Regions from separate parts of the Pan troglodytes genome. Here regions 1 and 3 are each linked to region 2. Evidence: chromatin contacts called from public Hi-C data. All regions are on one chromosome and are shown on one strand. The core of a region is the stretch at or near the end of the contact, and the rest is flanking DNA. Distances in the headings are between cores, read along the strand shown.

Region 1 (3,571 bases), core at 767-3,266, 140 kb before region 2:
GATGAACCTGGAGGACATCATGTTAAGTGAAATAAATTAGGCACAGAAAGACAACACATGATCTCACTTATACGTGATATAGAAAAAAGTTGAACTTACAGAAGTAGAGAGTCGAATCGTGGTTACCAGGCATTGGCAGGGATAGGGTAATGGGGAGATATTGTTCAAAGGATACAAAAGTTCAGATAGATAGGCGAAATAAACTTAAGAGATCTACTGTACAACATGTGACTCTAGTTAATAGCAATGTATTGTATTCTGAAATTATTGAGAGTAAATTTTAATTGTCTTCACCATAAAAGATAAGTATATGTGAATTAGCTCAGTTGAGCCATTCCTTAATGCTTATTTCCAAACATCATGTTACACAGTAAATGTAATAGAGTTTTTGTCAATTAAAAAAATTACCAAAAAATAAAAAATGAATTCCATAGAGACGTTCTCTCCAGGAAGGGTCCCCTTCCTAGATCTGACTGCTGGTTAGGGTTAATCAATGCCCCTTGGCAAAACAAAACCAACCCCACATTTCTTCATCTCCCATGTCCAAGACACATGCAGTGAGTTCTCAGAGTGTTTACTACCAGCACACAAATGATGGCTGCTTTATTATTTGGTGACCTTTGTTGTTTGTTGTGATTGTTCTGTTCAGTTTTAATCCCTCACAGCACTTTCGGCCATTTAGAAAGACAGTATTTGTTCTGCTAGAGCATTTGCAATCTGTTTCTGATTAGCTTAACTGGTCTTGACCAGTGCTAAGTTCACATTTCAGCTTTGATTTATGCCGTCTCTATCTGCAGATATGTTTCTTGTTACGCTATACAAGAGGAGGCCTCTTCTTATTGACTTCTTATTTTCATGTGAACGAGGTAATAGGTATCAGGAATAATTAGACAAGGCCATACGCGCTAATGTCATAGGAGACTGAGATATGGAGGGTAAATAATAACAAAATTCCTGATTACTAGGGCATAGAAAAAAAATCTTAGGCAATTCCCCAAGTTGATAATCCCAAATGTCTAGGTGTCCTTCTCAAATAGGGAAACATGACGTTAAAACTACTCAAAATAAATGAGACTCAGTGGTATTTATAACCATAGATAAAAAAGAGCAAGGGTCCTAGGGAACTGTGCCAAGGCCCAGCCCTTTGATTCACAAGTATCCACAAAAACAGACTGTACGGGCTGCTTTCAAGAGAAAATGTGGCCATCAAGGTCAACACTGGAAGCCCTGTGGCCACTCATTCATTCCGTCTCATTGGCCCTGAGCCTTTCGAAAAGTAGGCAGAGAAGAAGCCCAAAGAACAACATGGCCGGCAGGTTAAGGAAGAAAAGCAGAGTTCACAGACATCACTAACAATTTCGTAATGACCTCATGACTTCGCTGGAAGGATTCCAGTGGAGGCGTCACCAGCCCTTTGTCCACCTCTTAGGCTGAGAACCTCAAAGGTTGCCCACACCTTGACCACATACTTTCTTCCTTTTCTTACACAATCAAGCTCTGCACCAAACATTAGGGGGACATTTGCATTTTCATGATATTCATGCGTATTTCTAGCAAAATACAAATTCTTACTGATAAGATGTTGACTTGTACAGTGTAGCAAGGAATACTGTCATACAGTTGTGCCGAAAACAAGCCCATTTACTTATTTTTTTAAAAATTAATTATATATAATTCTTATAACAAATTCCATTTATTTCCTCTTGATCTCTGTCATCAGAGACATTTGAAGGTCTGAGGTGGGTTCAATTAAAGGACATAATGCACTTGACAAGTTGTTGTATGTGTGCATTGTGAATAGGCCTTAACAGTGCATTCATTTGTTTTATTTTCTCCCATTTATACAGACTTTTGTTCTGCTCTTAGATAAAATACTAATAAACAGGAAGTTGAAAAAAAAAATGTGGTGCAATTGTTCTGAATGTTGTTTTTCTTGCAAGGCTTTATGGGCCACACCACACCATCCTATTCAAAGCAGTCCCTGTAGGTGGTGGTGTTAATAAAGAAATGAGGCTGCCCAGGGCCGCCTGCCTGAGCCTCTCTGCAGCTGCTCACCTCCTGCTGAGGCCTCTGCCTTCAGAGCTAGTGGGGCCTGCTCACACATTCCAGTAGTTTCCTCTTTATTTGTCCTGAAGCAAGTTGTAGAATTTAAAGGAGGTGAAGTAAGGCGATTTCTATGGAAAATATATTTTTCTTCTTTACTCCTCATGCTGAGTGCATAAGAATTTATTATTTCCCCTGAATGTTCAAAGTGGTGTGTGTGTGTGTGTAAAAGAACCAGGAGCAAACAATCTTAATAGGAATGTGCGATCTTGTGTTTATCTTTAGCACACTTAATTAGCTACAACCCGGGACTGTTGCCATTTGAACAAGTTGTTAAGAAAATCTGCCATGTTTTGCTCTTTTTTAAAAGGAATGACTTTAATAACCATAGCAACACTTACTCAGTTTTGTGATCCACTCCAAGATTATGGGAGCAAGAACAGATACTCCTGAAAGCAACCCTCACCTCCTCCCCCGCCCCCTGCCCTCAGCAAGTCCTGGCCTGTGTGAACTGAAGGGTTTTGAAGCTCTGGTTTCTAGGAGTGCCCAGAAGCTAGAAAGACTAGGGTGTACTAGTTATTGAGGGGTAGTTGTCAGTGGCAGTGTGGGGGCACCCCAGTTGTTATTCGAGGCACTGCGTTGCTTTTTTGTCTCCTCTGTAAGCATCCTGCCTCTGTGTCAGGGCTCGCAGAACTAGGCCTGGAGTTATGCCCCCTACCCAACCAAGGCTTTGCCTTTTGCCCCCCACTATGGTGCCACCTACTTGGGTTTCCCACAGTTGGTAGTGCCAGGCAGGAAGCAGGAGTGCAGGTTGCAGGAAGGGAGAGCAGAGGAAACAGAAGTTGCTTAGGAGGGAGTTGGGCAGGCTCTGTCCCCAGCAGATCCAAGGGTCCCTGACAAAGAGAACACCTCACCTCCGCCCCTCCCCAGAGGCACACAGAATGCCCCCTCCCACCACCTCCAGGCTGTTAATTCACACCCACCCAGGCTGCCCCCAGGCTCCCCAGACCTGTGCCAGTCAAGCCTGGCCTGTGGCTGTGACACCTGCATTACCCCAGACGGTTGCCTGACCTAGGCCTGTCCTTCTATCTGCTTTGTTTTTATGTTGATTACTAGGTGAAGCACAGTGTTAAAAACGGGAAGAAAAGGCTAGGAATGCAGTTATGGGAGTGTGAGGCTGGGTTGGAATAGGTGGGAGAAAGTCCAGGGCTGAGTGTGTGGACCCTGCTCCAGGGATCTGACCGGCTCAAGCTCCCAGGCCATTAAACAAAGTTGTTAATGTCAAAAAAAAAAGGGAGAGAGTAAACAAATCTCTCCTCTGTTATTCTGCACCTGGAGAAAAGTAAACCCCTTGGGCATAATAGGCTGTCACCAATTAGACATCCAGGAAAGGCTTTTCTGGGTTTAGCCCTTTTGGGGAAGCATGGGGGTAGATGTAAGTGTGTGAACCTTCACCCAAGTTCTGGAGAAGGATTCCGGAGTGAAAGAGGTTTCCATGCTGAGTCTTGCGTTTAAGGGACCTTCCATG
Region 2 (3,469 bases), core at 425-2,924:
AAGGAAAGGTAGGCTTGCTGGCACTGGGGAGAGGCCTTACTGGGGATTCAGAATTGAGGGCTGGGGATTGCTCCCCCAGGGGGTAATGGTTTCAGCTGCCTGAGTTTTTATCTCACCCCTTCTTACCTCCTCCTGCAATGACTGACCAACTTCCACTTCAAAGAGATCTTTGATTATGACTCCATGACATCAGTAAGCTTTCAAGTCAGTGAATTTACCTTCTAATGGTGATTGGAACTCAAAGCCAGTTCACAGCTTGACCTGCATACATCAAGCAGCTGGGTGACTGTCAGATGTGTCATCTCATGTGGGAGGAGAATTTGTTCAAGTAGGGAGAGAGGACCTCAGGAAGAGGCCTCTTGAAAGTCTGTGGGTGCCTGAGGCTGGAGGCCACACCTGGCCTCTGGCCTTCAGGACAATCCTCAAAAAGGGATTAGGATTAGCCCACCTGGTTCTCAGTTGGCTGATTGGTTAAAAACGTGAACACCAAATATTAATTTGCTTTGTTTTTATCAAGCGATTCTATTTGGGGTGGGATGGAGGAGAACGAGAAACATTTTAAAAGTTAGAGTAAAAACCCAGCGCTACATTGCCAATTTCAAGATGAAGTAAGAAAGAACTACCTGGGAGGGAGAATCATTTCTGATGAAGTTAACTTTGCAGACTGAGCATTATGCACTTTTCACTCTTGGTGGTTAATATTGGGAAAGTGTCTGGTGGCCCTTGGGGTTTAGGGTGCTGTCTAAAACCTAGAGCTGCCTGGTTGTGGCCAGTGTTTGTTTTTAACCACGAATTAAGCTTGGATCATTCAGAACAGACTGACTTACTCATCAGGGATGCAAACTCCACACGCCCAAAGCAGTCTCGAGTCTTCAGTCCTGGGTCTCGGCTTCTTTCTGTGTTTCGCAGGCACTCACACCCCCGTGGGCTTGGTTCTCCAAACAAGCCCTTATGGAAACCAGGCCAGATGTAGGGATTAAAGATCCCGAATTTCAGCAAAGTTAAATAATAATAGTAGACAGAAAACAACCAACCAACCAACACCAAAAGACATAGGTGCAAACTATGCTAATCCCAGCAGTGGAGAGGAACAGGCCTTTGATGATGATGGCCCTGATGGATGGAAGACAATGGAATGCTGTAAACACGAGGCCTCAGGGGACAGCCCTGGTCCTCCTTGTCAGAGCCTGCTCTAGTTTGGGATCCAGCAGGAACCTCAGGAGCCTCCTTCACTTTGGTGGAGAGGACTGAGACTCAGAGCCCCCAAGCGCACCTTGGGACAGTCCCCACGCTTCCCTGGGGTGGGCCTGGGGCAGGCCTGGGGCATTTCTATACTGCTGTTTGGGAGAGCGCCCCAGACCTAGTGTCCTGGCTGGGGAGATGAAGCCAGGGCGCTCTGGCTGGTGGAGGCAGGAGGGGAGGCCAGCCAGGCCCCACATGACCCCGCATTGACAGGAAGGAGAACGGACTCTTTCTTTCAAGGTGCTCAAATGTCCCACATCACTTCTGTGAAAACCCAAACACAGAAGCCACCCCTCTCAGCTGCTACAGGCCAGAAATGAAAATTACTGCAATCCCCAGGAGCCTGGGAAGACCTCTGCTGACATTCCCTATGACCACTGTGACGGTGCCCCCTTAGGCTGCCTCCCCCGCTCCGTATGGAGAGCGTTCCAGCCCCAGGCTCCCAGCGCCTGCTCCCAGCGCCTGCTCCCCGGCCTCCATCACTCCACGCCCCGGGGACCTAAAGTAGAAAGCTTAGTTTTCTCCTTGTTTGAGTGCAGTTGGGATAATTTTTAATACATTCCTTTTTGCTCTTCATCAACTTCAAATGTCTCAAGATGTCCTGAGGGCAAAAGAGCTGATTTAGCTCTCAGATTAAAAGAGAGTGGCCTAACGCCTCACTCATTTTGAAATACTGACATTAACGGGGAAAATTACTCAAGCTCTCCTGTTACTTCCTGTGCTTAATTAAGTGGCTCTGCAGGTGACTCACTCCCTTATTTTTCAGAATGACATCAGACTTATTTTCCATTTTAATAGCCTGGTTACTTCATTGATTTTTTTAAAAATCCAATTTCACTTTCTAGTGCAATTTCTTTATCTGATTTTTTTTCTCCACACTAGTAAATGCTAACTCTCATAGTGGTAAAACTTCGACTTACGAATGCCTCAATTTTTTTTTTTTGAGTCTAGGGCCCCAAATCAGAATTTAAAGAAGAAATTAGAGGTGTAATCTTTATTTGCTAATTACCTAAATAATTTCACGAAGTGTTGGAGTTGTTAATATTATTAACTACTCCTGAGAAGGGGCCCCCGGGGCCACCAAATGAATACTTTGTCTTGGAGGCAGGTCTGTGTCCCTGCAAGAAGCCACATCTGGCTCTCGGCACCCTCCACACCCACAGAAATGCCTCCACCTTTGTCACTTTCTCCATCAATTTGAGAAGGATGATTCCAAATTCAGAAGCTTGTTTTGAGCTCATTCAATATGCATCAGGTGACGGTAACATCTGGAGGTCAGTTTTTCTTGCAGTTTGGTAAATTCTGTTGTCTAAATGGAGATGTGAGAATTGCTCATCTTAACATACCACACTTTGCACTCGTAGGTTTGTGAAGCAGCAGATGCAAATGTTTCACATGGTGCTTGGCATTTATTTATTGTTTATTTGCTTATATTTTGTTTTTGGTTTGTTTGTTGGGTGTCTGGGCTGGCCAGGTGAACTTCATTTTCTGCCCTCACTGAGAGGTTTTCCTGCATTCAGCTCTGACTCTGTTTCCCCATAGGAGCCACACCGGTGAGGGCAGGGAGAGGGTGCTGGCTCTGAGCCAACTTTGCAGGGAAGGCCCAGCAGACCACGCTCATTACTTACAGCCAGCATCACTGGGGAACTCCGGCACAGACCTGTAGTCAGTGCCCCACAGCGCCCCAGCCTTCTCTCCCGACAGGAGCGGCCAGGACAGGGAGCAGAAGGTGACTGCTGTGCTGCCTGGAGCTCTTCTGTCCGGAGGCTAGTGAAACTAGAGAAACTCAGTGGACACACTACAAGACTTCAGAGATACTTTTTGTAAACCCAGGAAGAATCAAAGATATAAAACATGCAGTAGGCACTCACTAAATGTTAATTTTCTTCCTTTTTAAATATTTGCATTATGATAGTTAAATTAATGACTGCACGACTGGAAGAATACACACTCTAATGATTCTTTTCCCTAAAATAAATGTGTCCACTATTTGCTGTCTACCTTCTTGAACATCCTGCTTCCTCTAAATAACTAAGGAGATTGATTCTACACTAACATCCAGTGGAAGCAAAGTTGCATCATGATAAAATCTGGCATGGGCTATCCCTTCAAAAAGTTCTTTCTGAACCATCATGACCATAATTCCACTAGGCAGGAGGTGGTGCTGGAGGAACAAAGAAATGCCAGCCAGTCCCTGCACTGGAGTTGCCAGCAATCACACGGGAAG
Region 3 (3,329 bases), core at 605-3,104, 190 kb after region 2:
CCGCACGCCGCGCCTCTGGCCCGCGCTGCCCCGGCCGCAGCCGCCGGGAACATCCTCCGCCTCCTCCCGCTCCTCCCCTCGCGCTCTGCGCCCGCCGCCGCCGGCACCGCCGACCTCCCCGCGCCGCTGGCGCCGGGTGCCCGCGTTCCCAATTGGTCCGCGCGCGGTCGCTCCGCGCCGCAGCCAATCGGCAGCCGCGGTGGGGGCGGCGCCTACGGGTCAGGCCGCCAAAGGCGAGGCGATTGTTGACAAACTCGCCTCCGAGCGCTGCTCTGGCCGTGGCCGTGGCAGCTGCCGCTTCGTCGGAGGATTTGAGGGCCGGCTGGCCCGGCTACCCTGCCCATCCCTGTGCTCCTTCCGGACACAAGCCTTAGCAGCTCCCGCCGTCCTGGACAGCCAGTCACCTGGAGACAAAGCAGGACTTGCGCCGCGCCCGGACCCGCAGGGCCATCCCCAGGCCCAGTCCTCGCCACTTGTCCTTGTTTTGGCCCGTCGGGGGCAGACCCTAACGGCCGTCACCGCCGTTATGGCACCGCTGTGGCAATTATTCTCCTCCAACAACTTCCTCTCTCTCCTGGTGCGCCGCAGACACGAGTCAAAGCCGAAGAGCCACCCCTGGCCACGGACGCGTACGTCCGCGACCATCGAGTAAATTCACACCCTCCGCCCTGGCGTCCGTCGGGCCCTCCACCAGCAGCGCCAACCCTGGGGCAACAGGTCCCAGAGGGCACGGCGCCGCCAGCCTGCACCGCGAACCGGGTCGGGTGTGCTCGGGCATGCGTGAGCCGCTAAGATAGCCCGGCCCAGGGACCGAGCAGGTTCTGCTGGCCGCGACTAGTCCCCTGCGCGGTCCAGGTGGTCAGGGAAGGACCTAGATTTCTCGCTGCCGGGGAATCGTGCGGATGGCACAGTCCGCAGGACTCCTGCAGAGCAAGCAGGGGCCCCAGGTACGCTTGAGAAAGCGAACGCAGCAGTGGCCCCGAAACCTTGGCCTGAATGAGTAAAAGGAAAAGCCCTGTCTCGTCAGTTAAATCACCACCGCAGTTCCGCAAATCCTCCGCAACAGGCCCGCGCGCCCCAAAAAACCAAGACGCGAAACACCCTCACACTGCGCGGCCGCTACTCTGAGGGCGCCGGAGCCGGCGGCGAGACTTTCCAGCTGGGCGCACAGCCCGATACTACGAGCAGGTCCCCAGCTCCCGGGCCGGCGCCGAAAGGCACGCGCTGCCTCTCCTCCTGCCCGGACCTACGACCCTTCACCAGGCCCGCGCGCAGCATCCCGTCCCAAGTCGCACTTCGGCCAAGAGCCTGCAGGTTCCGCGTGAACGACTTTTCTTTAAAGAGAACCTGCCCGAGAGGGAACCCGATCCACACGGATCCCCACCTCCCGCCGGCGACAAGCGGCGCCAATGCAAGCGTCTCCGCTCGCACGTGCACGGGAAGCGGGCAGTAGGTGGTGCCGTTCGGGCTCCAGCGCTAGTCTTCCTTCGGTGCCAGGCCCGCGCCCCGGGATTTGGAGGTATTTACCTTGCGTTTCTCAGTCCGAGAGCCAGAGTCAGACATTTGGGGGAACAAGGGCCAAGGGAAGGGCGCCGAGGCGGTGGCGGCGGGAACGCAGCGAACCGAATACCGCGATGATGCGATCGCAGTGTGGCAGGGTTCGCAGAGTGGCTGCAAGAATCAAGTGGTGGTAGTGGCGGCGGCGGCGGCAGCGGCGGCGGCGGCGGCGGCGGCAGCGGCGGCGGCGGCGGCAGCAGCGGCAGCGGCAGCGGCGCTGGACGCAGAGCTCCAACAAACTGCAGACCAGGCGGCTGCGCGGAGCGAAGTGAAACCTGCGCGGCCCTGCAGCCCAGCTCTGGCTGGCGGCCCCGCTCCTACGCCCAATCACTGCGGACCCCGCCCCCGCTAGGTCCCGCCCCCGCTAGGTCCCGCCCCGGCGCGCGGGCTGGCAAGCTCCGCCCCCTCGGCGCAGCGGCCGCCGGCGCGTGCAGGCTCGGACAGGTAAAGGCGGGGGTTGCCCCGCTGGGTTGCCTCCCGCGCGCGCCGCCGTCCCTGGCGTGTTTACCGGAGTAACGCTGCCTGCTGGCGGCCATGTGCGCGCCCATCCCCCACCCCGAAGTGTACCCTAGCCTCCCGCTCCCCTACCCCAACCCGGCGGCGGCCGCGGCGTGCGCGGCACAGAGGGGGCGCTCCGGTCACAGCCTCCGCTGGCCCGGCCGGCGGTGTAAAGCCTCAGGAGGCGCCCTGCGCCCTCACTGTGCCCTGAGTTTCTAAGCCGCTCTGGGGCAGGCGCGGGGACTGGGTTGGTCCTCGCGAAGGCGCGGGGCGAGGTCTTTGAGCTCTCCTCCCTCTGAGGGTCCCTGGCGCCGGGCGGGACGCGGATCAGCAGGCTGCGCATCTTCCTCGCCCGGGCCTCTCGCGGGACTCAGGCACCCTCCTCCTGCCACCCCGCAGGGGCTCTCCAGCTTTTCTTCCGCTCCCAGTCTCCCTAAGAGACAGAGGCCGTGGGGGCAGGACGCGCCCAGAAAACGGCCAGGCACGGTCCCAGTGGGCGTCTTCGCCGCCTCCCGGGTGAGGGCGGGAGGCATGTGCAGAGCAGGTAAAATAGGGAAATGAAAAAAGCACTCAGAAAAAAAAATCCTTTTAGGAAAAAAAAAACCGAGGTGAATGGCGGCCTCCAAGTGAGAGAGAACGTTGCGCACTGCATTTGGCTAGGACCCCCAAGATTTGCTGGGCTCGCAGATAACCTCGTAGGAGCTCCCTCGACTGGCTGAGGCCAGTGAAGGCAGAACAGCTGAGTTCGGGCCGCGGTGCGGGAGCGCAGAATACCCCGTCCCTCCTCCCCTCCCCACCCATCCCTTTCCTCCCTGGAGGCCGCAGCACCTCACTCTACCTCCCAGGAGACCAAACTCCATGCCGCCTCTCCAGTCCTCTGAGTCTGCACCCGGGTCTGCTCTCCCAACGCGTGGCTGGCGCCCCCAACCCCGGCCCTCCTGTCTGCTCCTCGCGCGCCTCAGTCCCCCAGCCCCGGCTTCTAGACAACTGCAGCGGGGGTGTGGGAGGTGGATCGGGAAATGGAACATCCCGCAGGTGAGGTCAGGCTAGATGGATTAAGGAAACTCTGTAAAGGGACCACCCTACCCACCACCGCAGCCGGCAGGGAGAAAGAAGGGGCCTTGCCGTAGAGGAGCAAGTGAGGAGGCGTTGTCCCGCCGTCCGGCCACCTGGAGCAGTTTTTAAATTCATAAGCGCTTCTGTAACGTCAGTGGGACACAGCGCAGCCCCATGCCAAAGTCTCAGCGCATTTTCGGGTGAATTTTGAGCGAGGT

Evidence for each region. A called contact is a pair of places that touch in the nucleus more often than the background predicts.
Region 1: a Hi-C map of stem cell-derived neural progenitor cells shows a contact between it and region 2, with 2.8 times the contacts expected there. The contact joins two enhancer-like sites. A contact is called at or near these places in 2 of 7 Hi-C or Micro-C datasets (blood and stem cell-derived neural progenitor cells).
Region 3: a Hi-C map of stem cell-derived neural progenitor cells shows a contact between it and region 2, with 3 times the contacts expected there. The contact joins the promoter of BCL2L11 here to the enhancer-like site in region 2. A contact is called at or near these places in 1 of 7 Hi-C or Micro-C datasets (stem cell-derived neural progenitor cells) and 1 of 1 datasets of contacts at active chromatin or transcription factors (stem cell-derived excitatory neurons).

The regions. Positions count from the first base shown.
Region 1 is chr12:11,771,500-11,775,070 of NHGRI_mPanTro3-v2.0_pri, forward strand. The region is part of intron 1 of LOC134807861 (a long non-coding RNA gene); the gene reads left to right. Among named protein-coding and RNA genes, the nearest start is that of BCL2L11, 330 kb to the right of the region's middle. Within about 2 kb of position 2,017, at least 6 of the 24 cell types and tissues checked have an H3K27ac peak or open chromatin away from gene starts, as enhancers often do. A contact at or near this core is called in stem cell-derived neural progenitor cells, where this site is marked.
Region 2 is chr12:11,910,792-11,914,260 of NHGRI_mPanTro3-v2.0_pri, forward strand. No RefSeq gene overlaps it. Among named protein-coding and RNA genes, the nearest start is that of BCL2L11, 190 kb to the right of the region's middle. Within about 2 kb of position 1,675, at least 7 of the 24 cell types and tissues checked have an H3K27ac peak or open chromatin away from gene starts, as enhancers often do. A contact at or near this core is called in stem cell-derived excitatory neurons and stem cell-derived neural progenitor cells, where this site is marked.
Region 3 is chr12:12,103,010-12,106,338 of NHGRI_mPanTro3-v2.0_pri, forward strand. It overlaps BCL2L11 (BCL2 like 11), which reads right to left and starts at 1,855. Exons shown (of 4, transcript XM_009443098.5): 1 at 1,528-1,855.